7 separate regions of the Mus musculus genome follow, and regions 1, 2, 4, 5, 6 and 7 are each linked to region 3. The links are chromatin contacts, called in public Hi-C, HiChIP or PLAC-seq and promoter capture Hi-C maps. All regions are on one chromosome and are shown on one strand. Each heading gives the region's core, a stretch centred on a gene start, on an enhancer-like site or on the middle of the called end of the contact. The rest is flanking DNA. Distances are from core to core; before and after follow the strand shown. Region 1 holds the start of Hs6st1 (heparan sulfate 6-O-sulfotransferase 1). Region 2 holds the start of Rpl31 (ribosomal protein L31). Region 3 holds the start of Lipt1 (lipoyltransferase 1). Region 4 holds the start of Kansl3 (KAT8 regulatory NSL complex subunit 3). Region 5 holds the start of Rnf149 (ring finger protein 149). Region 6 holds the start of Cnot11 (CCR4-NOT transcription complex, subunit 11). Region 7 holds the start of Arid5a (AT rich interactive domain 5A (MRF1-like)).

Region 1 (3,471 bases), core at 662-3,161, 1.8 Mb after region 3:
TGGCTTGAGCACTGCTAGGCGTGGGGTGCAGTGTGTGTATCTACCACTCAACTCTAGCAGCCTGTAAAGCATGCAAACAGCTCCAGGTTGGTTGGACCCTAGAGTCCCAACCCCACAGGAGAGCCAGCACCTTCCTGCCCCAAGTGTACCAAGGAAAATAGCGACTTCAGTTAAAATTTGTCCACACCCACTTCCTAGCTCCTCTGTAAGTTCAGTCCTACAGCAAATATGGAAGAGAAACAAAGGCAGGCTAGAAGCCCTAATTCCTGGGGTGGGGTGGGGCGGGTTAGGAAGAAGGTAATCCCAGGAGGATCACTGGGCACCAACAGAAACAGGGCTACAATCTCAACTTTACAAAGTGCTTTCAGAGGGGCTGGCCCTCACTCACATCCCCAGACAAGGAGGAGAGTGATGGGCCTTGCTGGGAGGTCCCTGGCTTTACAAGTAGCTTTGACGGTCTCAGCTATCCCTAACCTGGCCGGTGGATAGATTTCTAGGGAAGTCAGTCCTCAACTGGAGGCTTTTGTTCCACTTCTGTGGCTGGGGAGGCCAGGTAGTGCTGCCTTCTCTCCGACTTCAGTCTGGGTCACACGGGCCTTTGTTCTACCTGCACACACCGGCAGGCAGAGCCCACCCCTTTCCTGGCAGCTCCTCCCCAGGCTGGCAGGCACCGGAGGGCCTGGAGATACCACAGGTGCACAGGAAGAGGAACCGCATTTCTCTTGCTCCACTTTTAGTACTAGACGGGTACGGGCTACACATGCACACAGAGACACACCTGTTTTTCTGCCTCTAGAGCCAAGCCTGGACCTCTAGTCCCCGAGGTTTATCTCTCAGGCTAGCCCGCAGTGCATAGCAGGTAGGGTGGACAGAGAGCAGCGGGCAGTGACCCAGGAGGAAGTCTGGGCACTGCGCAGACAGGCCAGTGGCGAGGAGAGGCACGGAACAGAGGGTGAAAAGAGGGATCAGAGGTCAGGAGTGGCAGGTGTAGGGAAGGATGAGATGGGAATCCTGGGATCCCGCAGACTGGAAGGGGCCCCAAGAGAGGAGAGGGCAGATCTGGCCCGGGGCTTAGGGGTACCCCCCCCCCCCCCCGCCATCACACTTTCCCGCAGCGGGCGCTCACCTGGGCGAACGCAGACCTGCTGGGTCGCGGCGGTCTAGCACACCGGGCACACAGTTGGTGAGTTCGGTCCAGTCAGCGTGCAGCCCGCAGCTCCAGCCCGTGGAGAAGCGAGAGAAGAGCCAGGTCTCGCGGCGATTGGGCCGATAGCAGGTGCACTTCTTCTGGCCCGGGCGACAGTCGCAGGGCACCTCGAGGCGCACGTTCTGCACTAGGTGGCGGCCGAAGGTGGTGCCGCCGGTCTTCTGGATGTGCAGGAAGACGATCACGTCGTCGCCCTTCATGTCGAAGCGCAGCGAGCGCTCCAGCTCGCGCACCGGGAAGTAGTACTTTTTCTCGTAATGTGGGTCCGGCGTGGGGAAGAGATCCAGGTCGTCGGGGGGCACGCGGCCACCGGGCGCGCCCAGACTCAGCCCCGGGCCCGCGTACTGGTAAAGGATGAGCATGAAGCACGCCGAGCCCGCCACCACCAGCACGAACTTGCTGGCGCGCTCAACCATGGTCCTGCCGCCGGCGCGCCGCCGCCGCATGTGTCACCATCGCCAGCGGCCCGGGCGCCGGGCCTGGGAGGGCGGGGGGCGCAGCTGCTCCGCCACCGCCGCCGCCACCGCCGCCCGCGCTCCGGCCCGGCCCGGCTACTCGGCGCCCAGGCTGTGCGCAGCGTCGCGGGCCCCGGGCCTCGGCGGCGCCGTGGCTGCTCCCCGCCCCGATCCCGGCTCGGCTAGCGTACAGCCCGGCCCCCGCCACAGCGCCCCGCAGCCGCGCGCGCCCGCACCCGCCCGCAAAGCTCAGCGCCGAGAACGCTCTGCACCGCCCCGTGCGCCGCCGCGTCTCCGCAGTTCGTCGCGGCTCCGCCCCGGCCCGCCCCTGGCCCGCCCTCGCGGCGCCTCTTGCTGTCGCCGCCCGCTCCGATCCTCCGCTCCGCCTCTGGAGCGCCCTGGGGGAGGGGCGGGGCCGGAGGAGGCCCAGGCACAGGCCAGAGCTGGGCGACGGGTCGCGTGTCTCTCACACTGTCAACGCCGGTCGCTACGGAAAGGGCATTGGATCCAGCTCGCAGACCTGTGGGTGGCGACTGGGTTGTCCCGAGCCTACGAGTGGGTGGCTCTTTTGGGCATTGGTCCTGGGTTTGGGAGCCCGAGTTTTTTCACCTTCTCTGGTTATGGTAGTTTGTGTTACCTGCGCTCTCTGTCTCCCACGGGAATACGGAGGCTTTGACCTTCACATTGAAGGATAGGAAGTTCCAAGTTCGAGAGCGCTGGGAGTCGGGACCACCAGGTGGTTTAGGACTACCAGTAAGGGTGGGGAAGGAAGAGAGACGTTAAGGGCATGGATCCGGCTCTTACGTGGATATCACCAGTCCCCTGGAGGCACTGGGACAATGACCCAAAGCCCTCAGTTGAAGATAAACCGAAATGTGTGCAGAGACCAGAGGACAAGCTTTATTTGTCCCTCTCGCCCAGTGTGCCCTGTTTTGATCCTGGTCATACTCAAACAAACAAACAAACAAACAAAATAGTGAACCAACATTAGAAAAAAATTAAAATTCCAACCTTCGTGATTTTTTTTTTTTTTACATTGGCAGCAGTATCTGCAGCCTTGATTGGTGCTCTGCCTGTAGTGGAGGGTCGCCTGGGCCCTAGGCTGCAAGTTGGAGGCTCTAGTAGTAATCTATGCAGCCTATAACATGTGGAAGGTCCCGTCGCCCATGTTGTACTCTGTACTGGGCCCCTAGCTATACTTAGGCGGCCAGAACAACTGGAGGTGGGGAGTGAAATGACCTGTGCAGAGTTCCACAGCCTAGGGTAGCTGGGAGGGGCTTGGGTGTTTGGATTCAGGCCAGAGTGGCCTCTGGGAGGTGCTCCCACTGCCAGGCCAGGCTCAGGTGCCCACAGCAAGTACCCCTGGGTAGTGCCCTGGATCTGTCCTGCTAAGGGGTGGGTCAAAAAGTGGAGAGAAGGGGAGGGGGTGGCAATAGTGGTCCAAAGCATTGACTGCAAGTTAAAAAAAAAAAAAAAAGACTTGAAAAAAAAGAGCAGCTGGGCAGTGGTGGTGCATGCCTGTAATTCCAGCACTTGGGAGGCAGAGGCAGGCGGATTTCTTAAGTTCGAGGCCAGCCTGGTGTACAGAGAGAGTTCCAGGACAGTCAGGGCTACACAGAGAAACCCTGTCTTGAACCCCCACCCCACCCCACATACACACACAAATAAGAGCTAAGAGGAAAGCCCTCCCAAACGGTGAGATCAGGAGAGAATGCAGACACACTTATATCCAACTTGTCAGGAATGTGAAGAAACTGGGCTCAGCTGGTAAAGTGCTTGCTGTGCATGACTCAGGACCTGGGTTCGGTA
Region 2 (3,559 bases), core at 19-2,518, 1.5 Mb before region 3:
CCAAAGAATGAAGGAGGCTAGAGATTCTCACATAGGGCCTTATCAACAAAATACAAAAGGCCTGGGGGGGGGGTACGACTCGCTTCTACAATGCTCTATTCAAGGCTGCTTTTAAAGAGTACCTTTCACCTGAGAGCGACTCTTCCTTCCACATACTGGGCAACACCCACACCACCTTTAACTTGTGGCCTACTTTCACTTTGTCACAGGCCTAAATAGTGCTTCATAGTGCTTAATATGCCCAACCATAGAGGAAGGAACGTGGCCGACCACCAGCAGTATTCATACCGGGCAAAGACCTTGGGGCAACCCACTAGGTGCAGACACACATTTCAACCCGGCAAAATCTCTCCGAAAATACTAAACCATCAAGTCCAAGAACTCAAGCTCTAGGGCTGGAACGCAAATGCAGATAGGTCGTGTACAAATAAGGACCGCAATCACTCTCTGTAACCGCCACTTTACTACAACTTGCCCCGAATTTGCACAAATCTGTATAATCGGACGACGAAAAAAAAAATCGTATTTCGCACTTGAGGTAGTAACCGGCCACTTTCCTGCAGCGTACAAGTCACTGACTTTCCTTTTACACGTCCGGATTACCAGAACTCACGTTTTAGCACCACCAACCTTCCCCAAGTCTAACCGCTCCCTCAAACTCCATCACAGCCTCCAGTCTCCATTTCCTAGCCGGTTGCCGTGCAAGCCAAACCCCGCACACCTTCCACGTACACACAACCACACCGGAATAAACCCGCTTGCCCTCTAGAGCACCCAGTCTGTAAGCAAGGCTCGCGGGTGACAGCCCAGCCCGGCCGGAGCCCGAAGGGGGTCGCGGGCCACACCGCCCGCCCGGTACTCACACTCCATGGATGCGCTTGTGAATGTTGATGGTGTATTCTCGGGTCACCACCTCGTTGATGGCAGAACGGCCCTTCTTCTTCTCGCCACCCTTCTTTGCGGGAGCCATCTAGACGCAGGCGACAGGGAGGGAGGCTCTAAGCAGGTAGTGGGAAAGCCCAAGCCCGAGCTAAGGTGCACCCGTACCCCGCAGGCCGTCCTCCCACCGCCCCGGACCGCAGAGCCTCCGCGCGGCGCGGGACAAACCCCACCGAGCCTGCCCGTCCCGCGCCGGGCGCGGATGGCGCCGGATTTCAGAGCCGCGACCCCGCAGCCATACTCACTCTGCCGGGCCCAAGTAGGAAAGGAAGGGCGCGAGGGTTTGTGGGAGGGAAAGTCGCGTAGCCGTACAACTTCCGGGTCACGGGGAGGCGAGGAGGAAGAGGTGTGGCGAGGGAAGTTAGGAGTTAGGCTGGGGCGTAAATACAGCGCGCGTCAGGGGCGGAGCGAGCGGCATGGGGCGGACCCAGGGCGGGCCCAGGGCGGGGTCGATCTTGTCAGTCTTCTTGCAATCTGCCTTGAGCAGTGGAGGTGCGGGATGGGATTTAAATCCCAACCCGAACCCGGATTCGGAACGCCCGGCCGGGAGGGAAGATACTCCAGTTTTTCGGGTGCACTCGCTCACTCACTCTACGTTTGTTTAATCTATTAGATACTGTGCTTGGCGGAAGGTCCCCGGAATGACCGAGACGACAACAAAAGAATTTATTTTCCAAGTCGAAAATGCCCACGGAAATGCCAGGCACGTCCGTAGAAAATAGATCTCCGAATCTAAACATGTCCGAATAGCCTGTCTATTGGAGTTTCAGCAATGAGCAAGTTTCAGGATCTCACAGGCAAGAAGACAGGCAGGCAGAAACTCCACGATCTTACAAGGAACCTATGTCTCTGCCTCCTTTGGCTAAGGGATGCTGGGGCCTTTGGATTCCCCAAAGGTCAGACTTGGGGTGGACAGGCAACTGCTCTCTCTCTCTTAAGAAAATAGTGTCCACAGCCACGTGTGGTGGTGCACACCTGTGATCCCAGAACTTTGTGGGTTGAGTTAGGTGATCAGGAGTTCGAGATATCCTTGACTGTAGTGGGCTAAACACGCTTGACAATATCTGATGACTTCTCAGTGGGGCTAGGAGGAAAGGAGCAGACAGGCTCGGTTCTAGTTCTTAGAGAATCCAAACCAGAAGGGGTTCTATGGGAGTGCTGATTGGTACTGGGGTTGAGCTCAGAAAATTGCAACGCAATCTCCCAAGCAGAGCCACTCAAAAATAATTTAAAAGGAAGTCTGGAGCGATGCATTCAGGAGGCAGAGCAAGAGGATGCCAAATTAAGGACGGACTACACAGAGGCCAGTCTTGGCTACACAATGAGACTAGATCCAAGAGTAAGGGGAGGAGAGAGGGAAGGGGAGAGTAGAGACTGAGGGAGGGAGAGGGAGGAAGGGCTATAAAGAGAATATGAAAATGTGAATTTGGGATCTTTAGCAAGAAGACAGAGGAGCCCACTAGTCAGAGTGTGCTGACTTGAGCAAGAAATGATAATTAGTTATGGTTAATAAATAATGGTTAATTAGAAAAGCTGAGTTTATAAAAGGCTGTGAGTTCCTGACTTCATACTAAAAGTAAAACATGAATAATTTAAGGAGTCAATAAACTAGACATATCCGTCCACACATGATTAAGCTAAAAAATCAAAAAGGAAAAAAAATTCCCCTGCCTCATTTCTAATGAGCTTTTCTACAGAAAAGCAAGGCTATTTATCTCCATAATATGAAGTCCATCTGAGCACTAATAGCATTTCTCTAGATGACTCAGATTAGATTTTTTTCAGTATATTACTGGCTGACTTTGAGATCGTCAAGCTACAACATGAACAGAAATTAAAGCCATTTTATATCGCTAAATTTTTACTAGGACATTTTGGCAAGAGTGCAAAGTCATGACTAGGAACTGCTTCACTTCGCCAGGTGTGGTGGCACACACTTTTAATTCCACAGTGGGAGGCAGAGGCAGGTGGAGCTCTGTAAGTTGCAGAACAGCCTGATCTATATAGGGAGTTCCAAGCCAGCCAGAGCTACATAGTGATACCTTGTCTAACAATGACAACAATGTTGTTTGTACAAGGGGATTTTAGTTGTTAGAGACAGAAGGTGTTACAATTTTAGTTTGTTTGTAGTATCTTAAACTGAGGTCACATTCAATCTTGACTCTTGAGCCAAGACACTGTACTTTTCCAGACAGTATGATCATGGTTTTTCTGGGACACAGATGTAGTTACAGAATGACCTTTTAATAAGCAAAGATAATGAATGAAGAGGTCAGTGATTACAATTCCCATGATGCATGCATTTAGTGGAAAATTACACAATTATAGGTTTTTGAGCGAACCCAAATTTTGAACATGTGCACAATTCAGGCAGAGTTAAATTAAATTAGGAGCACAGCATACTCCACCCTCTTTTAATGACTTCCAGATAGACAGCCTTAGGAGAATGAATACACTGTGTCCATTAACAATCTTGTTCCACTTAGGAGTCTAACCATCAATTAAAGTATGACTACAATTAAACTATAAGTTTGTTTCCAGAAAAACCCAATCTCTAACCCTTAGACAATGCTAGGGTAAGAGAAAAAAATAGGTCAGAGTTCCATACAGACTTCATGTT
Region 3 (3,599 bases), core at 536-3,035:
AAGACCTTGTGACATCCTCTCCTAAGGTGACAATAGTCACACTTATTAACATATATAGAGGTTCAGGTAAAATAGTTGCTTTTACATTTTAATGCTTGCTTTGCAACTAACTGAATAGCTTTAGACCGGTAGTTTAATCTCTATCTGATCCAGTTGCCTTTAACTGAATTCAAGAGCACATGAGATGAACCTAAATAATTGTGATTTCAAGGTCTTCTCTTCCAATCCATTTTTTTTTTTGACAGTTTAACATGTCTTCTTTCAAGTGTACAAGGATTCCTAAAAGATATGTCAAACTGGAGTTTACCTTGATACATTAACTATGGTCCACAATTAACCAGCCAATGGCTGACAGAGTCTGCAGTAACTATAAGGCATGCTTTGTCCTTGACAGTTGGGATTCATCAGTGAACTACATAAAGGTGACAAGAGTCACAGGGAAGGGAGACACATTGCCAGAATAAAGACTGTAAATCTGTGTGAGTCATGTTTAAATAGGACTACTAAAATAGTTACACGTGAGTCATTTTAAGGAGTTAAACTAAATGATTATTATGTATCGTATCACAAATTATTTTAGTTATCAGAACACAATCTCCCCACCCTCAGACACGATGAGTGTGTAGCCCTGGATCTCCTGAAACTACCTCTGTAGACCAGGCTGACCTTGAGCTCACAGAGATCTATTTGCCTCTGCCTCTGGGTTGAAGGCCTGACATACCTTCTGAGACAGACTGTAGCTGACAGACAAAATGAAACAATCTAACTTTTGAAAACCTGGTAGAATTCTGTTTCTACAGTGTTACTTTGCATAGCGACCCACACCCATATTTTACTTTTTTAAATGAAAAACTTTTTATACAATGCATTTTGATCACGTTCCTTCCTCTCCCCGTTTTTTTCAGATCCCACCACCTCCCTATCCACCCAACTTTATGTTCTTTCTTTAAAAAACCAAAACCTATGAAAACTAAAGTCAAAATAAGTAAAAGATCAACGAGACAAGACCAAAAAAGAAAAAAAAAAAAAAGCCCGTGGAGTTTGTTTTGTGTTGGCCACCTACTCCTCTGTAGGCGCCTGGGCTAGGATGTGGTTGATATACCCAACTACACTCTATTTTAACAGCTTTAGCTGAGCAAGGGATGGAACTCACTCAGTCTAGGTTTGAACTGTACCGCCGAGCAATCCACCCCCAGCTCTCTGCTTTCATCTTCATTACTGGTGTTATAATTATTTCCTCAGGAGGCTCTTACTTCCATGCTCTGGGAGACACTTCTGCAACTGCCAACACATGCTTCTCCCTGACAGAGTGTAAAGCAAGACCTAACTACAGGCCTACCTTCCTCACAAGGCCTTACCAAAACTATTTGCTATCCTCCTAATAACGCGATCCAAACCTGGAAGTGATTACGAACTTTTAAGCAAGCTTTACTCTTCGGGAGCAGGCACGCGACTAGCACTGAATGTCTTGTTTAGTTTACCCTACGCCGTATTAGAAATCAACTGTTCCCAATAATGAAATTACGTCCGGAGCACCAGGTGTAATCTGCAGAGCTTTCAGAACCAATAGGAGGGGCCCATGGGACGCACGCGTGCTCTCCGCAGCACCCACTCCTGCTCAGCGTGTGCCTCCACAACCCGCAAAGAATTCACTGGAACTGCTTCCGGCTTCACTCACCTGCCACTTCCGGTCGCGCCCGCAGCAGCTTTTTCTGCAAATTAAAACTCAATCAACCCACGTGGAACCCAGAACACTCAGCCCTCTAGACGCAGTTGCTGGGGAGTCCTCCCCAGCCCCGCCCAAGAGACCCGCCCTCAAGAGGCCACGCCCCCGTAAAGCTCGCCCCCTGGATAAGCCACACCCCCAGGAGGTCGTGGCTAAGCCTGAAATAGAAGCAAATATTTTTAAGGTTATTTCCTTCAGGCCAATGCATTTAGAACTAGATTCATTGAAAGGACAAAGTCCACTTACCAAAATATGTAAAGACGAGCTGGGTGATTCCTATGCTGGTTTCTTTCAGCAAGAGTTGGCTAAACTGTGTGGTCCAAAATGGTCTGTTCACACTCAGGAGGTGCTGTCTAGCTGCTGGGGCGGTTCGATTCAAGGCACTTGGAAGCGCTTCAACCGCATTCCTATGGCCCCAGGAACAACAAAGCCAGACTAGAGTTAAGGAATGAGATCACGGACCCACTTCTTGATGAGCAGAGCCCAAAGAATTTGTGGTCATTCCTCGCTCTTCCACAGAAACCAGTCTCTCCTCCTTCAGTTAGAATGGAAGCCTCTCCAGCCTTGCCTCCTGGTACTGCTAACGCAGTAAATGAGCAGAGTTAATTCAGGGTATATAAATTAGCTGCACCACAGACAGGACTCCTGTCTGTTACTGCAACTTTGATGAGATCAGTCTTCAGCTGGATGGTATTATGAGGGTGGGAAGGGATACTTTTCCATTCGTCATTGTAGGAATTTTGCTAGTTATCAAAATAGCCCCACATTGTGTTGCCCTTAGTAGGGCTCCTAAATTAGTAGTCTGCTTCTATATTGTATTCTTTGAAATCTGAGAAGGGACAGTTTTTTTCTGTTGTTGTTGTTCTGTTTTGTTTTTGTTTTTTGTTTTGTTTTGTTTTAATTTCCTTCAATGACCTTCCTTCATTCTCCACTGTCTGCTCTAAGATGTCTGTCTTTGGACCAGTTATCCTCTTTTTCTACTTCTTCAGCTTCTCCACTGGAATGTCCAATAACACTCTAACCTGCTTTATAGTCCTCTGGTGATGGCAATTCTCCTTTCCTGCATTTTATTCTGTCTCCTCCCCCGCTCCCAATCCCCAAGACAGGGTTTCTCTGTGTAGCCCTGGCTGTTCTGGAACTCATTTTGTAGACCAGGCTGGCCTTGAATGCACAGAGATCCACCTGCCTCTGCTTCTGGAGTGCTGAAATTAAAAGTGTGCTCCACCATGCCTGGCTCTGTCTGCTCTTCTTAAAACTTCTATTTGAGTGTGAGTTAGGGTCTCCCCCTGTAAGGCAGGCTTGCCTGGAACTCGCTATGTGGACCAGACTGGCCTCACAGAGAGCTTTCTGCCTCTGCCTTCCAAGTGCTGGGATTAAAGGTATTAGCATGGGCTTCTTTCATTTAATCACCATATTAAGGCTGAGATAACACACATTATACAGCAAATCAATCTGTATGTATGTATGTATGTATGTATGTATGTTACAAAATGTATTAGTCAGGGTTCTCTAGAGTCAGAGAACTTATAGTCTGTCTCTCTATAGTAAGGAAATCTATTATGATGACTTACAGTCTGTAGTCCAACTCCCCAACAACGATCAGCTGTGAATGGGAAGTCCAAGGATCTAGTAGCTGCTTAGTCCCACAAGGCTAGTAGATTCAAACAGTTGTGTTGGCAAGTAAACACAAGCAGGCAAAGAGAAGCGAATCTTCCTTCTTCAAATGTCCTTATGTAGGTCTCCAGCATGAGGTGTGGTGCAGATTAAAGGTGTGTACCACCACACCTGGATCTGGGACTTGTTTTGTCCCAGGCTGACCTTGAACTCAAGAGATCTCCTTGCCTTAGTCTCCTGGGATTCGTAACCACTATGC
Region 4 (3,126 bases), core at 220-2,719, 1.5 Mb after region 3:
CAAATTCAAGGTCTTCCCTGGCTGCATAGCTAGAATGAGCCTAGCCTGAGATACATGGGACCCTGTCTCTCCATCCCCTCCATAAATGAAAAAACAACCAATAACACTGAGTTCTAAGACCGGGAGGTGGGGGTCGCTCATAGTAATTGCCATCAAGAAATCAATGGAGCTCTTGACAGGTGGCAGAAATAATTGACTGCATTCCCCTGGCAACCTGGTGAATCAGGGTTTAGGCATTTGCACATTTCAAAGTTGAGAAAAAGGCTGAGCCAAGCAGTTAAAAGTCGAACCTTAAATTCATTGTTTTTAATAGCTGAGTAGTACTCCACTGTGTAAATGTACCACATTTTCTGTATCCATTCCTCTGTTGAGGGACATCCGGGTTCTTTCCAACTTCTGGCTATTATAAATAAGGCTGCTATGAACATAGTGGAGCATGTGTTCTTATTACCAGTTGGAACATCTGGATACATGCCCAGGAGAGGTATTGCTGGATTCTCTGGTAGTACTATGTCCAATTTTCTGAGGAACCACCAGACTGATTTCCAGAGTGGTTGTACAAGCTTGCAATCCCACCAGCAATGGAGGAGTGTTCCTCTTTCTCCACATCCTTGCAAGTATCTGCTGTCACCTGAATTTTTAATCTTAGCCATTCTGATGGTGTGAGGTGGAATCTCAGGGTTGTTTTGATTTGCATTTCCCTGATGATTAAGGATGTTGAACATTTTTTCAGGTGCTTCTCAGCCATTTGGTATTCCTCAGTTGAGAATTCTTTGTTTAGCTCTGAGCCCCATTTTTAATGGGGTTATTTGGTTTTCTTTAGTCCATGTTTTTGAGTTCTTTATATATATTGGATATTAGTCCCCTATCTGATTTAGGATTGGTAAAGATCCTTTTAAATACCTAATTAAAAAAACCTGGGGGAAAAAAAAATTGAACCTTACATCTGTCCTCTGCCTCATCTTCCACCTCATCCTAGTCTGAGCTGTACCAGTTTCTTATTAAACTCCGCAGAGCCCTAGAATTGTATCCCAACATTCTGCAAAGCTTTCCCTCCCTCTCTTCATCTCCCCATCTCTCTGGTTTGCTTTGAGGTCTTGAGACAGGGTGTCATGGTGTAGCTCAGGTTGTTCTGGAACTCACCTCGATCCTCCTGTCTCAGCCTCCAGAGAGTGCTAGGATTATAAACCCCGATGGGCTGAAATAAACCCCACCCGCACACTGCAAATTGAACCCAGCTCTGTAACAGGGAAGGGGACACCGAGCGCTGGGGTGGTCTGAACTATCTTGCTCTTTGTCCTCACTTTTCCCACAGAAAACGCAGAGGGAGAACGTCTCTGCCCCGGGAGTCGCGCGCGCTTTCCGCGTTCCCCACAGGTTAGCCAGGTCCCGGGCGCGGATCCGCTCCGGGCTTTGCCGCTCGCCGCCGCGCGGTTCCGGGAGAGCGATCTGCTTCCGCGTTTTCCTCAGAGCCCAAGGCGCCGGGAGGTAAGGCGCACGCGCATTGGGGTCCGGCTCGGGCGAGCGCGCGGCCGACAACTGCGGGTGAGACGCGGTTTTGCCCCGGCGCGGGTGGTGGCCCGTGGGGTTCCAGGCGTTGGGCGGCGGGCTCGGAGAAGCCCTCGGGGCTCCGCGGGCATGAGGGGTCGGGGGCTGAAGCCGCGGGCCAGGCCGGGCCGGCCGGGCGGGGCGCGGGAGGCAGACGCGGCGCTGGGGCGGCCGAGGCGCGAGGCCGAGGAGGGCCCCGGGAGGGGAGGTGGGGCCGGGCGGCTCCTCCTCGCCGGGAACTCGGGATGACCTTGGCCGAGTCGTCCGGGCTCCGGGGCCGCCGCCCGGGTGGGCCGTTTTGAGGTTCTGCGGTTCCGTGGCGGGAACCTCTCAGAGGAGCGGGCCGTTTGCTGGGCGCCTCGCCGAGGGAGGGCGAAGGAGGAGAGGCCTTCTGAGGGCCCGGCCGGGCTGAGGGCGGGCTCTAGTTTTTCTCTTCCCAAAACTCCGGAGTACCATGAGGTTGATGCAAACCTTTGGTGGAGCGTGACCCTAGGAGAGTCCCCTTGACCTCAGCCCAAAGCAATGAAGCTTGGAGGCCCGCGGTGCCCGCCTGTTGTGCTGGGGCCACCCGAGCAGACCAGCCCTGCCCACGTCCTGTTTAGGGGACGAAAAGTAGGGACCTTTAGCTTTTGATGAATTCATGTTTGTGATCCCTCTGGTTTGCAAAAACCTTTACCACCCAGGAAGAAAATTGCCCAGCAAATTTAGGTTTTTGTTTTTGAGATGGGATCTCAATATATTGCTCTGGCTGTCCTGGAACCCACTCTGTAGACTAGGCTGCCCTTGAACTCCCGGAGATCCGTCTGCTTCCGCCTCCCCAGTGCTGGGATTAAAGGCGTGCGTCACCACGCCTTGGCAATTGCAAAGGTCATGTTTTTGTGAACTGTGGAGTCTTGTCAGTTTACAGTTATAAAATTGTGTATGGCACCGTTCTGTTTGGTGGCGGTGTGGGAGGACACATAGATGTGCATAATCAAAGATCGAATGCTGAGCATAAAGACATGTTTTGATAGTGAAAGTTGGGAGAAATGGAAGCTATTGAATTCACAAGCCCCCTTTCACTGCAGGTGACTAGCATGCAGATATTCACACCCTGACTTGGCTGCTTGACTACTGACATGGCCCACCGGGGTGGGGAGAGGGACTTCCAGACTTCAGCTCGGCGGATGGGTACCTCCCTGCTCTTCCAGCTTTCAGTGCATGAGCGGGAACTGGACCTCGTTTTCCTGGATCATAGCTATGCAAAACCGTGGAGTGCCCACCCAGATGCCAGTAGTGCCCGCCCCACCCGCATGCTCTTTGTAACCCCCCGTCGGCAGCAGGAGAATACTATGTGAGTTTGAGAATACCATGTGAGTTTGGGTTTCCTTCTTAAGGAAGTGATGCGTGGCGGGGCTTAGATGTTCTTAGGAGTGATTGGGGCTGCAGGGTGAATGGAGAGCTTGGATGAGCAGCATCAGAACGGCAGGGCAAAGTTGGACACCTACACAGACATTGCCAAACATGAGTTAGGAAAGGGAGATGCGCAAAGGAAAACAGCCTAGCTTGCTTAGTTCCCAGTAACTAGATAATTCCTTC
Region 5 (3,448 bases), core at 897-3,396, 1.7 Mb before region 3:
TTTTGTTAGCCCATGGTCAGCCAAGACAGGTTTTACAGAAGAAACAGCTGAAGGGTTAAAATTTCAAAACCAATGTAGTGTTTGCCCGAACAAGAGGCAGAAGGAAGAGGTCATTTCAGGAAGAAGGAAATAATGTGTCAGACAGCAAGAAACCACAGCGCTGTGTTCTGGGAACTAAAAGCCTTTGCATTGCTGAAGCACAGCGCCAGGGGTTCTCGGGAGTGTTCCTCAGGCTGAAACACACCATCTTGTTCTGGGTCTAAAACATGGGAAAGGCCTTAACCTGGAAATCCTATTGGCCTTTAAAACATGCTTTCCTGGGGCTGGGGCGATGGGTCAGTGGTTAAGAACCTAGGTTTGATTCTGAGCACCCATATAGTGGCTGGCAATAGTCTATAACTCCAGTTCCAGGGCTAGTCAAGGGACATAAAACATACATGGTGAATAGATATATATGCAGGCAAAACACTCACATACATAAAATAAAAATAAATACATTATTTTAGTAATGGGAGTGGGAGAAGAGGTTTAACTTTAAAGCTACTCCTAGCTGGAACTCAGGCTGTGTCTCATACCACAGATGCAATCCAAAAGATAAAAAGAACCAGGTCTAACCTAAAACATATTGGTCTGGGCCCCAACAAACTACTTCCTGTAATTATAAACTCTTGCACAAAGAAGGAAGACTAGTGAGTCAATCAGAAATCAAAGCCCTGAACTTCATTTCCAGCTCCTTAGTGGTTTGTTTGGTAGAAATAAAGAGACTGACGATGATTTCACGAATCACACAGTTTATTGCCACACAAAGGGGACTTTTGGCATTTGCTCACACTGAGTAAAGAGGGGGAAACAACATGAGCAAGCCTCACAGGGAACATGGTTCAGAAATGCGGCAGCACAACGGCATAGTGAGTGAGTTTTGAAATCATGAGTTCAGTTGCTCCATCAGAATCGAAGCAGGCCTCTGCTGAAAGTCCAGTGTAATTAAAGACTTGGTGTTCCTTTATAGAACTGGTTCTCAGGAGAAACTGGTTTGACCAATACAACAGAGATCTGTGAGGTGACCTGAGGCCCCTCAGATAAAAAGGATAATATAAGTCAGGCTTAGGGATGAGTTGAAGGTCTGTCACAGTATATGCCTGTGTGTGTATGTCTTCAGAATAGTGCCTAACAATGTATAGCTATGCATTAAGTCCATCACTTAAGTGTCCACTTCTTAGGTTTAAATACATTTTGATATTCAGTAGCTCATATATGAAGAGGTATTTTAAATGTCTTTTGATATTTGGTAACTCGGGTGTGATGTCTCCTCAGCGTTATGGAGAGATCTCCTGTGTTTATTCGGGTCTAGTCAGACTTCACATTCTTCAAAGGAAATACCTTTCAGGTTCGCTGGGGTTGATCTACCAGAGCATCTCAAATCTCAGCTCTACTCAAGATTTTACCGGAGCAGAGTTACCATACTTGCATTTAACTATGTTTAGTGTGTTCAGGATCTTTTAATGGTACACTGAAAGTATCCACCCACTGTGTTGTCGAAGGACTATCTATCAGCCACCATTTACCTCCAAACAAATCCTTTCCCCTTTTTCCCCCCTTTTGATTAATGTAGCACCTTCGTCTTCGTCCAAACAGAGGCACACATAAACTAAGGAGAAGGAAGAAAGGGCTCGAAGGCAACCATTGAGAAAAGAGCAACAAAGAATTTAATATATTACAGAGTTTGTAACAAAAGGCATCTGGACAACTTGACTTAGTGGTTTTTGTTGTTGTTTGCTTGTTTGTTTAAGTGGTTTAGGCAGCCAGGCTTTTGCCGCGTGCCTTGCACAGTCAACTCCACCCTCTGAGAAACTTTACACAACCGCAGTCCCACGCTGGCCGACCCGGAGCGCACAAACTTCCCCAGACTTGGGGACTCTGGCAGCAGGGTTGCACAACTCTCTGCAGCATCTGCAAGCTTCAGCTCGGCCGCCCACAGCCCTGCGGCACAGACCCTGGCGCCTGCGCACTCCTCACGCCCGCGGGCAGGGCCCCACCCCTTCCGTCGCCACGCCCCGGTCACGCCCCTCCAGGTGCGCGTGCGCCGCGGGTCCGCCCCCGCCGCGCTCGGCGGTCTCTCGCGAGCCGCCGCCGTCTCCTCAAAGCTGTGGGCCAGCCTGGAGTGAGTCGCCTCGTTCTGACTCGCGCTCTTCTTCCTCAGTAGCCCGGCCGGGCGGCCATGGCGGCGCGGCGGCGGCCCGCGGCCGGCGTGGGAGCCCGGGACGCACTCGCGGTGCTGGCGCTGGCCTTGTGTACTCCCGGGGTGGGCGGCGGGGCGCTCGAGTGGTACTCGGCCATGGTGAGCATCGAATACGTGGACCCGCAGTCGAACCTGACGGTGTGGAGCGTGTCGGAGAGCGGCCGCTTCGGAGAAAGCTCGCTCCGGGAGGAGAGGCAGGGCCTGGTGGGCGTCCCGCGCGCGCCCGCGCCCGCGGAGGGCTGCGCGCCCGACACGCGCTTCGTGGCGCCCGGCGCCCTCGGCAACGCGCCCTGGGTGGCGCTGGTGGCGCGAGGCGGCTGCACCTTCAAGGACAAGGTGCTGGCGGCGGCGCGGAGGAACGCCTCGGCCGTGGTGGTCTACAACCTGGAGAGCAACGGGAACGCCACCGAGCCCATGTCTCACGCGGGTGAGCAGGCCGGGCGCTGGGCCGCTGGCCGCGGCCGGGGCGAGCCTGGTGGTTCCCCGGGTGGTGTGGAGAGGGAAGTGCGTGCACACGCTGCAGGATCGGAGCTTCACCTCGGGAGGGTGAGAAAGCTGGGAAGGGCCCTCGGCCGGGGAGTAGCAAACACACCGGTGGCAGGTCCTACGGAGTTCAGTAACTCTACAGATTCCCGAACCCGGGTCGCTTCCTAAGGTCGGCTCACGGACTCCCAAAGTTGGTTGAGTGGAGAGTGTGTAGGAGTGGACGGCTGGCGCCGCCAGGCTCGCATTGTCTCTTCACCAACCTAAAGTGGCTACTCGATGTGGTTTCTTCCTCTCGATGAGGCGAATATGAGTGTTTTCAAAACCCTGGATCAAAAAACCTGGGTTTTCTTGCTGTAGTTTCTCTCTCGACGCATGTAGGGTGATCGCACTAGCTCCTGGTTTGGACAGTTTGAATTCAGATGAATTTTTTTTTTTAAACTGTTTTCATTGAAGGAAAGAAAGGCCTTGCTACCTCTGTCAGGAGGCCACCTCTAAACACGCTGTTCCAGGGGACAGACAAGGATGAGTTTGCAAAATGTCATCCTTGGGACAGAGTTCTCTCCGGGGACCCAGAATTTGATTGTGTTTCTCTTGTGCCTTCTAAGATCACATTAGCTTTAGGCATCACACGGTTGACTCATTCTGAATTTCCTGTGATTAGGGTTTTTAAGTTTCTGCTACTAGCTAAGACATCTTTCTTCCTGTACTGCATTTTTGTTCTCG
Region 6 (3,618 bases), core at 134-2,633, 1.7 Mb before region 3:
TATCTATATCTCTATCTCTATCTCTATATCTATATATATGTACATATGTACATGTATGTCAGCCTGTGAGTGGTACAGCTGTCCCAGAGTCCTGGACGAGGCTCATGGTATAGAGGAAGTGACCCTGGGTTCCATCCACAGCACCAAATTTAGGGGCGCATCCTCAGGTGTAATCTATGCCTGATCTTAGCAATGCTGCAAAAGCAAACATTCCACAATACTGCCCAGGACACATGCATCTTTGAATGGTTAATTAGAAACGACTTCATCCTCTCCTCACGCGACATTACAGCTAACCAAGGAGTTGGCTGCAAAGACTTTAGATATTGTGGTGATGTGGACTTCAACCTCAGGTTCTTAATACCGACTTCTTTACTCGGAGGCTTAAAAAGGGGGTAAACTCAGTGCCATTGGCTGTAACTTCGCATACCTCAGGACCTTACAATCAAGAATGAACCGTATCTGGCATACTAAAATATGTCCAGCCCGTTTGTGGGCTTGTACGATGTGTTGGCTTTTTCGATTGGGAGGGATCATCTGGAGTGTAGTGAATTTGAAAAAAAAAAAAAACCAAAAAAACAAAACTTGCAACTTCTATCTCTCCCCTATTTTAGGGAAAGAAAGTATGGAAAAGGAGGGAGGGTCGATCCCCTCCAAGGAGGCTGAATGTCCCTAGCTGACGACCCCCCTCCCACCCCCACCCCAGAACAGCTGGCTGCGCCCGCACGGCTGGCTGCGGGACGTACCTGAGAGCGGGGGCCGGTCGGGCTCCTGGCCGCCGCGGGCGGGCGGCGCCGGGTTGAGCAGGTGCGCGAAGCTGGCCGCGAACGGGTTGGCGGCGAGCGGCTCGGTGCGGTACATCTCCCAGAGCAGGTAGAGCGCCGTGAGGCGCTGCGCCGCGCTAGGCAGCAGGTCCGGCTGCTGCAGCAGCATCACCAGCACCGAGCCCAGGCGGAAGTGGTCGGCCTTGCTGAAGTAGTGGTGGAAGGCGGTGGACAGGCCCTCGAAGGTGCTGCCGCCGCCCGCCTCCTCCGAGATGATGCTCAGCAGGCTCGAGAGCTCCTTCGGGGTCAGGCTCATCCTGCCCGCGGGGCCTCCAATCCCTGGCCCAGGGCCGCCTGCTCCGCCTCGGCCTCCGCTCGAGCCCGCCGGGCCGCTCCGGAACGCCGCTGCCTCCCGCGCCCCTCTGGGATCCGCTGAGGAGAGAAGCCGGCCAGACGCCGTGCTCGCCCCGCCGCCGGGCATCAACCTCGCCCGCCTACCCCGCTTCCCGGCCGAGAGGCCCAAGGCGCCGACTCGCTGCGTCCTCCCGCGGCCGTAAAGCGCACCCTTCCGCGACAGCGTCGCAAACAAAAACAGTGCCTAAGTCAGACGAGCGGAACGGAGACACAGGGCCGACAGACCGACGACGCTGGCCGAGCGGAGGTTCCGGAGACGCGAGTGGGCGGGGCGCCGTGTCCGGAAGGGGGCGGGGCGCCGTGGAGGGCGGGGCCGCGTGGTCTCTGAGCTGTCCGAGTGGTCCTTCCCTGCCTGAGTGATGTAGAGACCGCCGTTAATTGCCCTTAAAGCCCTCAGAAGCGATCCTTGGGTGACAGGGTGGCGCCAAACCTGCCCAGTCAATATTGCCTAAGTTATAATTTGGAAACTAGGTCTTAGATGCTAACTGGTCTGATAGAGCATCCTTGACGGCTCATTTCTTGTAAATACCAATGAAAACAGGATTCTCAGAAACAGTTTAAATTTCGAGCCTTGCTCGTATTCTCAGAGATGGGGTCGTACCGCACATAAACGTTTGGTTATGTGAACAAAAATCTAGGCGAGGCCGGCACCAGGGAGGCAGAGGCAGACGAACCCCTGTGAGTTCGAGGCCAGCCTGGTCTAAAAAGAAAGAAAAAAAAAAATCTGAGAAAACTGTCTCGAGAAATATTCGTTTACAAAATCGTTTGCAGTGCTTCTTTTTCCTTAGCCTGCCCTAGGGCACTTTTTCTGGACGCCTTGGCTGAACACTGGAAAACCCTGGAAATTTCTTTACATACCAGCCTCCTGGACCTGGTCCCCTGTGATCTGTTTCAAAGGCACCGCTGCCCGCTCCCCACCCCTATGCTCCGGTGGTGACTAGTATCCACTCTAGAGTTACAGAAACCGAGCGACTGTCATCAGCGTCACCTGCTAGCTACCCTGTGCTAAAACTCTTCGGCAGCTGAAAGTTTTCTATTTACCGCTGAAGTTCTCAAGGAAATCTTCAGGAACAGGTGATGGGTATGGCGCATATTTTAAAGGCCTCTTTAGTTTACTGTTAAACCTGTGGAGGGGTTCTGCCAATGAACATTGCAATCAGCAGAAAATATAGCTTGCCAAACGGGGCAAATGATTCAAATTACCTCTTCTACTACTACTACTACTACTACTACTACTACTACTACTACTACTACTAATTAGTCAACTATGTTCTCTTTGAGCCTTTTTACATTGGATGCTCTATGACAACTAATCATACTAAAACCCACTCATGCTAGTTATTGTCATAACTTATTGTTAGTTGATAACTTAAATGTTAGTACAGTATGGGTGTTTCGAGATGTTTTAAGGTATTTGAGCACAGCACGTTACCCGCCAATAGAGCTGATTTCCACTAAGATTAATACCAAGAGCGTCTTCCCTGTTTCCACTGGGCTTGTTTCTAGGGTTTCTCTGCCATTACCACAAACTGAGTTCATTTTCACTGTAGAACCCACTTCCTCTCCCTTCCTGAGGCTGAACGTCTGGAATGGGTTATATCAATTCTGCCATTCACCTTTGAAGCATCAAGGGGAGAATTCTTCCAAGTCTTGTTCTAGCTTCCAGTGATATCCAAAGACCCTGGTATCCCTTGGCTTATAGCTGCACCTTTCCTTAATTGTTATTAAGTTTCGAACTGGGACTCCCTGCTGAGATGCATATTAACATATCAAAGCTAACCCGGCAGCCTGTTTTTTTCCCAGCCACCCCCAGTTCCTACCTGACAGGCTATGGCTGGCACACCCCTCTCTCTACCCTGAACTCTGCAGCCTAGAGGGTGGGCTACCCTTCCACTACAGGATCTTCCCTATAGAACCCAGACTTTTTCTTTTAAAAGGATTTATTTATTTTTATGTATATGAGTACACTGTCGCTGTCTTCAGACACACTAGAAGAGGGCATCAGATCTCATTACAAATGGTTGTGAGCCACCATGTGGTCACTGGGAATTGAACTCGGGACCTCTGGAAGAGCAGTCAGTGCTCTTAACCACTGAGACATCTCTCCAGCCCTAAACCCAGAGTCCCAGTTCCTTTTGTACCTTTGGACTCCTGACAGCTGTACATGGTCCCCCCCTTCTCCCCACATGGTCCAGCTTGGTCTAGTCATGTCCACTCTGGATGGTCCTGCCTTTACCCACACTCTCTGATGTATTTATAAAAAGACAAAGACAGGGGAAATATGTTCTATGGGACCAGCCACACACGGGATAGTATAGAATAGAGTTTATTCAGGGCATGGGGAGAGGGGTCAAGAGGGTAGCAGAGGCAGAGAAAGGGGGAGAGGAGAGAGGAGATGAGCGGAGAAAAGAGGAGCGGAGAGGAGGGGAGAAAAGAGGAG
Region 7 (3,184 bases), core at 588-3,087, 1.6 Mb after region 3:
CAGTCCTACCAAGAGCCAGCCTTGAGGACAGCTGGACAGGAGTCTGAGGATCCAGGACACAGCACCAGCCACAGCCCACCCTCAGCACCTCTGCCAAGCTCTGTTAGCGGCTAGAGACAAGCTGAGAGTCCTAGGGGCTGCATAAAGGCAGAGAGGGGTGTAGGGGCACCAGGTATGAGATTCCAGACTCCAACTGCCCTGAGAGAGCCCAAGAGATCCTACTCCTGGGAGGACTGAGTCTTCACCGCCCCACCCTTCATCCATACGTTTGATGAAAATTGCTCTCTCTATGTATCATTTCCGGTTTTCCCACCCCACCTATGCTGAAACAAGCTGCAGAGGTTGACTCAACAGAAGGCCAAAACCCCTACACAGGGAACTTCCGGACCTCACTTTTCCTTTCTCCTCCTCTCCTCACCCTAGCACGGTGCCTGCTACACTCGTCCAAGAGGCAATCTAGATCATTACAGATCAGCTTCCCACCGAGGGCAGCGGAAGGCCACTAGGAAAGAAGAGAAAGAGCAAGGAGTTTTTGAAGCCTGGTCCTCCCTCACTGTCAGACCTTAGTCTGTCTCTATGCCTCAGTTTCTCTGTAATAGAAGACGGGGTGGGGTATATAATTCTAGGCCATTCTGCCTCTGTCACTTCAAGTTCTAGGCCAAGCAGTCATTTAGGACACTAACTGCTGTAGAGACAGACCCTCTAGCTTAACATTCCTCACCCTCCCCTGCCCAGGCATCCATCCTCTTTAGACACTGAGATCCTTAGATTTGCATCAATTCCCAGCAGTGCCCGCGGGGCGGGGCAAGGAGCACCTGTTACACTCATCTGAAATGAAAGACTCTGCAAACTAGGGGATACAGCCTGAGCAGCACAATTTGGGATTAATTTGAGGCCTTCCCGGCCTACGGTTGGCCCCACTGTGCCTGTGGGTTAGGTGTGGGATGTGACCCCGGCCAGGGAGCAACGCCTGGGTAGTGAGTGCAAAGGGCCACAGATCGGTGGTGTGGTTGTGCCCCTAGTTCGCAATAAGAGCAAAGCCAAACTTGTTCGTCGCACTCTGGCAGCCTGAGCTTCTGCCCTCGGTCCACTAAACACCCCCAGTCCAGGGCCATCACCCTGTCCCTTTGAAGAGACCCGAGGGAAAAGAGGGAAACTCAGAAGATCAGGCGGGTAAAAAGAAACCGTCTTTCCTGCTGGGGGTTGGAAAGAAAAAGAAACAAAAAGAAAAAGGAAAGAGAAGAGAGAAGGAGCAGGGGATCTGAAGCGTGTGACCGTCAAACCATCAGCATGTCCCTTGGCAGAAAAGAGGAACCGTTGATTCTTCAAAGCGCATTGAGCAATTTCTTCAAAACCCGCGCAGTCACTTTCAGGAATCGCGGCCGCAGTGGGAAGCGCTGCGCGCGGCCCGGGCGCCTCGGTTTCTGAGAAGCGAAGCGCTGGGCTGGCACGGGGCAGGGAGGGGCCCGCGGCCGAGAAGCTGCTGCTGACAGCTGTCACAACAAATGGGCCCAGAGCAGCTCGAGATTGAAACCGCAGCAGGAAGTGTGGGCGGCTCAGTGAATTTCAGTCCAGACTCGGAGAGGAGAGTTTCGAGATAAACGCCTGGGAAGCCCCTGGCCGCCCCGACTTTCCACGAGAAGAGAGCACGCAGACATTCGGGTTACCCTGAGAGCCACGATCGCTCTGGGACCCCAGCCCTCTGACCCCGGCGCCGCCCGCCAGCCGCTTACCCATGGCCCAGCGAGAGCGCGCGTCGCTATGCAGAGACCCTCTACACGCACAGCCGTCCTGTCCCAGCGCTCTCGGCGCGACTGACTACCGGCGCCGCTCGACTGCCTCCTCCCCCGCGGACCCGCCCATGGACCCGCCCCCCCCCAGCGCTCTGGGCGCCCATTGGTGAATCCTATTTTCTAGAGCGGAGCAGACTCCGCCCCCTTAGACCCGAGGACGTCTGGGAGTTGTAGTGTGCGCCCACTTTGCAGCTAGGGGCTGATGTAAGAAACTCAAGAATCAACTGCTGTCGCATGTCTGTTGGTTTCCCTAGAGGCAAAACTAGAGTCTTAGAAAAACTGCCCGCTCTTTGTAGCTTGCCAAAGACTGGGTGGGGTTAAATAAAGTGCTTCTGGCTTTTACCTGAAGTGGTCCTGGCCGGTTCCATCCTTTCCAACTTTACACAGTAAGTACTGTTAGCCTACCAGAGGCCAATCTAGAAAGTCTGTGGTCCAGGCCTAATGCCCAAAATGCCCATGTCTACATATGTCATGTAGACTGAGTGAAAGCCACAAGATGGACCGTGCAAAGAGGAAGTGAACGAGTTGAGGGTGAATGTGGACAAGATTAGTAGAGAGAACAGTCATTTGGACCCGTGTGGGTTATAGAAGATGACGCTAAAACTTGAGATTTAAAAGCAGAAAGCCTTATTAGCTTGAACTCGAACTCTGTTCCTATTATGTAGTTAGTATCCCCGGAATCAAATTCTGTTGATTAACTATAATACTCATACAGCTCGGTGCATTTCATACCATCATTATCTTCATTATATAGAGCAAAACAGGCCTGGGTGATTAATTAGCTCATATTACTGGTCGGTGGTAGGGCTAGAGAATTGGGGCACAGAGGAAGGCTTCATAGTTAGCCCCCAACATTTTAGTGTTCCCCTTCACACTGAACAAATGGACAGTCTGCATTTGATGACTTTGACCCTCTGGGCTTTATCCATAAGCTCTGGAATGGCAGATCTGCAAGCTCAGCCTGGAGCAGACACCAGTGAGCTTGGTGGATAATTGTAATAAACCAGTGCTTGCCGATCTGGTAACAGGCAATATTGTGGTTGATATTTATTAACTGCTCAGAATAACGAGCAGAACAATGATTGTAACAGTGCCTCCCACATCCAAGATTACAAACCCCAGTCCACCCCAAGAGATCCAAGACTCTAGCAGAGATGCAATCTACCAAGAGATACCACCTGGAAACTTCACAGGCTTCTAGTCACTGTGTTCATTTGGTAAGGGTCGATTGGTTGGGTTAGCTACAGTGCCAGGTTAGGTATGGAGATCTGCACGCTGCCTTCAGTGTTGCAGTATAGACCATCCACTACCTCCTGGATTGGATACATCTATCAATGAGGCACTCACTACCTTTCAAAGCCACAGCTAATCCGACCTCTGAAAAGGAGGAT

Evidence for each region. Promoter capture Hi-C pulls out the DNA fragments that hold promoters and counts their contacts. A called contact is a pair of places that touch in the nucleus more often than the background predicts. HiChIP or PLAC-seq counts read pairs in DNA pulled down with a chosen protein or histone mark. Capture Hi-C pulls out chosen DNA fragments and counts their contacts.
Region 1: a contact with region 3 is called in an HNF4G HiChIP or PLAC-seq map of pancreatic cancer cells. The contact joins the promoter of Hs6st1 here to the promoter of Lipt1 in region 3. A contact is called at or near these places in 3 of 39 promoter capture datasets (erythroid cells, liver and pre-B cells), 2 of 484 Hi-C or Micro-C datasets (neutrophils and regulatory T cells), 1 of 115 datasets of contacts at active chromatin or transcription factors (pancreatic cancer cells) and 2 of 9 other capture datasets (adipose tissue and liver).
Region 2: a Hi-C map of regulatory T cells shows a contact between it and region 3, with 7 times the contacts expected there. The contact joins the promoter of Rpl31 here to the promoter of Lipt1 in region 3. A contact is called at or near these places in 6 of 39 promoter capture datasets (the 3T3-L1 cell line, the C10 cell line, hippocampal neurons and 2 more), 4 of 484 Hi-C or Micro-C datasets (CD4 T cells, CD8 T cells, liver and 1 more) and 1 of 9 other capture datasets (adipose tissue).
Region 4: a promoter capture Hi-C map of neutrophils shows a contact between it and region 3, with 8 times the contacts expected there. The contact joins the promoter of Kansl3 here to the promoter of Lipt1 in region 3. A contact is called at or near these places in 5 of 39 promoter capture datasets (the C10 cell line, embryonic stem cells, liver and 2 more), 1 of 484 Hi-C or Micro-C datasets (CD8 T cells), 1 of 115 datasets of contacts at active chromatin or transcription factors (astrocytes) and 2 of 9 other capture datasets (embryonic stem cells and liver).
Region 5: a contact with region 3 is called in a promoter capture Hi-C map of adipose tissue, with 2.4 times the contacts expected there. The contact joins the promoter of Rnf149 here to the promoter of Lipt1 in region 3. A contact is called at or near these places in 1 of 39 promoter capture datasets (maxillary cranial neural crest), 1 of 115 datasets of contacts at active chromatin or transcription factors (thymic regulatory T cells) and 2 of 9 other capture datasets (adipose tissue and liver).
Region 6: a promoter capture Hi-C map of liver shows a contact between it and region 3, with 7 times the contacts expected there. The contact joins the promoter of Cnot11 here to the promoter of Lipt1 in region 3. A contact is called at or near these places in 3 of 39 promoter capture datasets (the C10 cell line, liver and pre-B cells), 1 of 484 Hi-C or Micro-C datasets (CD4 T cells), 1 of 115 datasets of contacts at active chromatin or transcription factors (astrocytes) and 1 of 9 other capture datasets (adipose tissue).
Region 7: a contact with region 3 is called in a promoter capture Hi-C map of liver, with 4 times the contacts expected there. The contact joins the promoter of Arid5a here to the promoter of Lipt1 in region 3. A contact is called at or near these places in 2 of 39 promoter capture datasets (liver and pre-B cells), 2 of 484 Hi-C or Micro-C datasets (CD4 T cells and embryonic stem cells), 2 of 115 datasets of contacts at active chromatin or transcription factors (pancreatic cancer cells and regulatory T cells) and 2 of 9 other capture datasets (adipose tissue and liver).

The regions. Positions count from the first base shown.
Region 1 is chr1:36,066,840-36,070,310 of GRCm38.p6, reverse strand. It overlaps Hs6st1 (heparan sulfate 6-O-sulfotransferase 1), which reads right to left and starts at 1,911. Exons shown (of 2, transcript NM_015818.2): 1 at 1,127-1,911. The coding sequence starts at 1,653.
Region 2 is chr1:39,365,560-39,369,118 of GRCm38.p6, reverse strand. It overlaps Rpl31 (ribosomal protein L31), which reads right to left and starts at 1,268. Exons shown (of 4, transcript NM_001252218.1): 1 at 864-1,268. The coding sequence starts at 970.
Region 3 is chr1:37,870,405-37,874,003 of GRCm38.p6, reverse strand. Lipt1 (lipoyltransferase 1) reads right to left here and starts at 1,785. Exons shown (of 2, transcript NM_001037918.4): 1 at 1,679-1,785.
Region 4 is chr1:36,367,524-36,370,649 of GRCm38.p6, reverse strand. Kansl3 (KAT8 regulatory NSL complex subunit 3) reads left to right here and starts at 1,469. Exons shown (of 22, transcript NM_001310513.1): 1 at 1,469-1,545; 2 at 2,616-2,881. The coding sequence starts at 2,667.
Region 5 is chr1:39,576,045-39,579,492 of GRCm38.p6, reverse strand. Rnf149 (ring finger protein 149) reads left to right here and starts at 2,146. Exons shown (of 7, transcript NM_001033135.3): 1 at 2,146-2,666. The coding sequence starts at 2,219.
Region 6 is chr1:39,533,466-39,537,083 of GRCm38.p6, reverse strand. It overlaps Cnot11 (CCR4-NOT transcription complex, subunit 11), which reads right to left and starts at 1,383. Exons shown (of 7, transcript NM_028043.3): 1 at 747-1,383. The coding sequence starts at 1,245.
Region 7 is chr1:36,306,386-36,309,569 of GRCm38.p6, reverse strand. Arid5a (AT rich interactive domain 5A (MRF1-like)) reads right to left here and starts at 1,837. Exons shown (of 7, transcript NM_001172205.1): 1 at 1,734-1,837. The coding sequence starts at 1,737.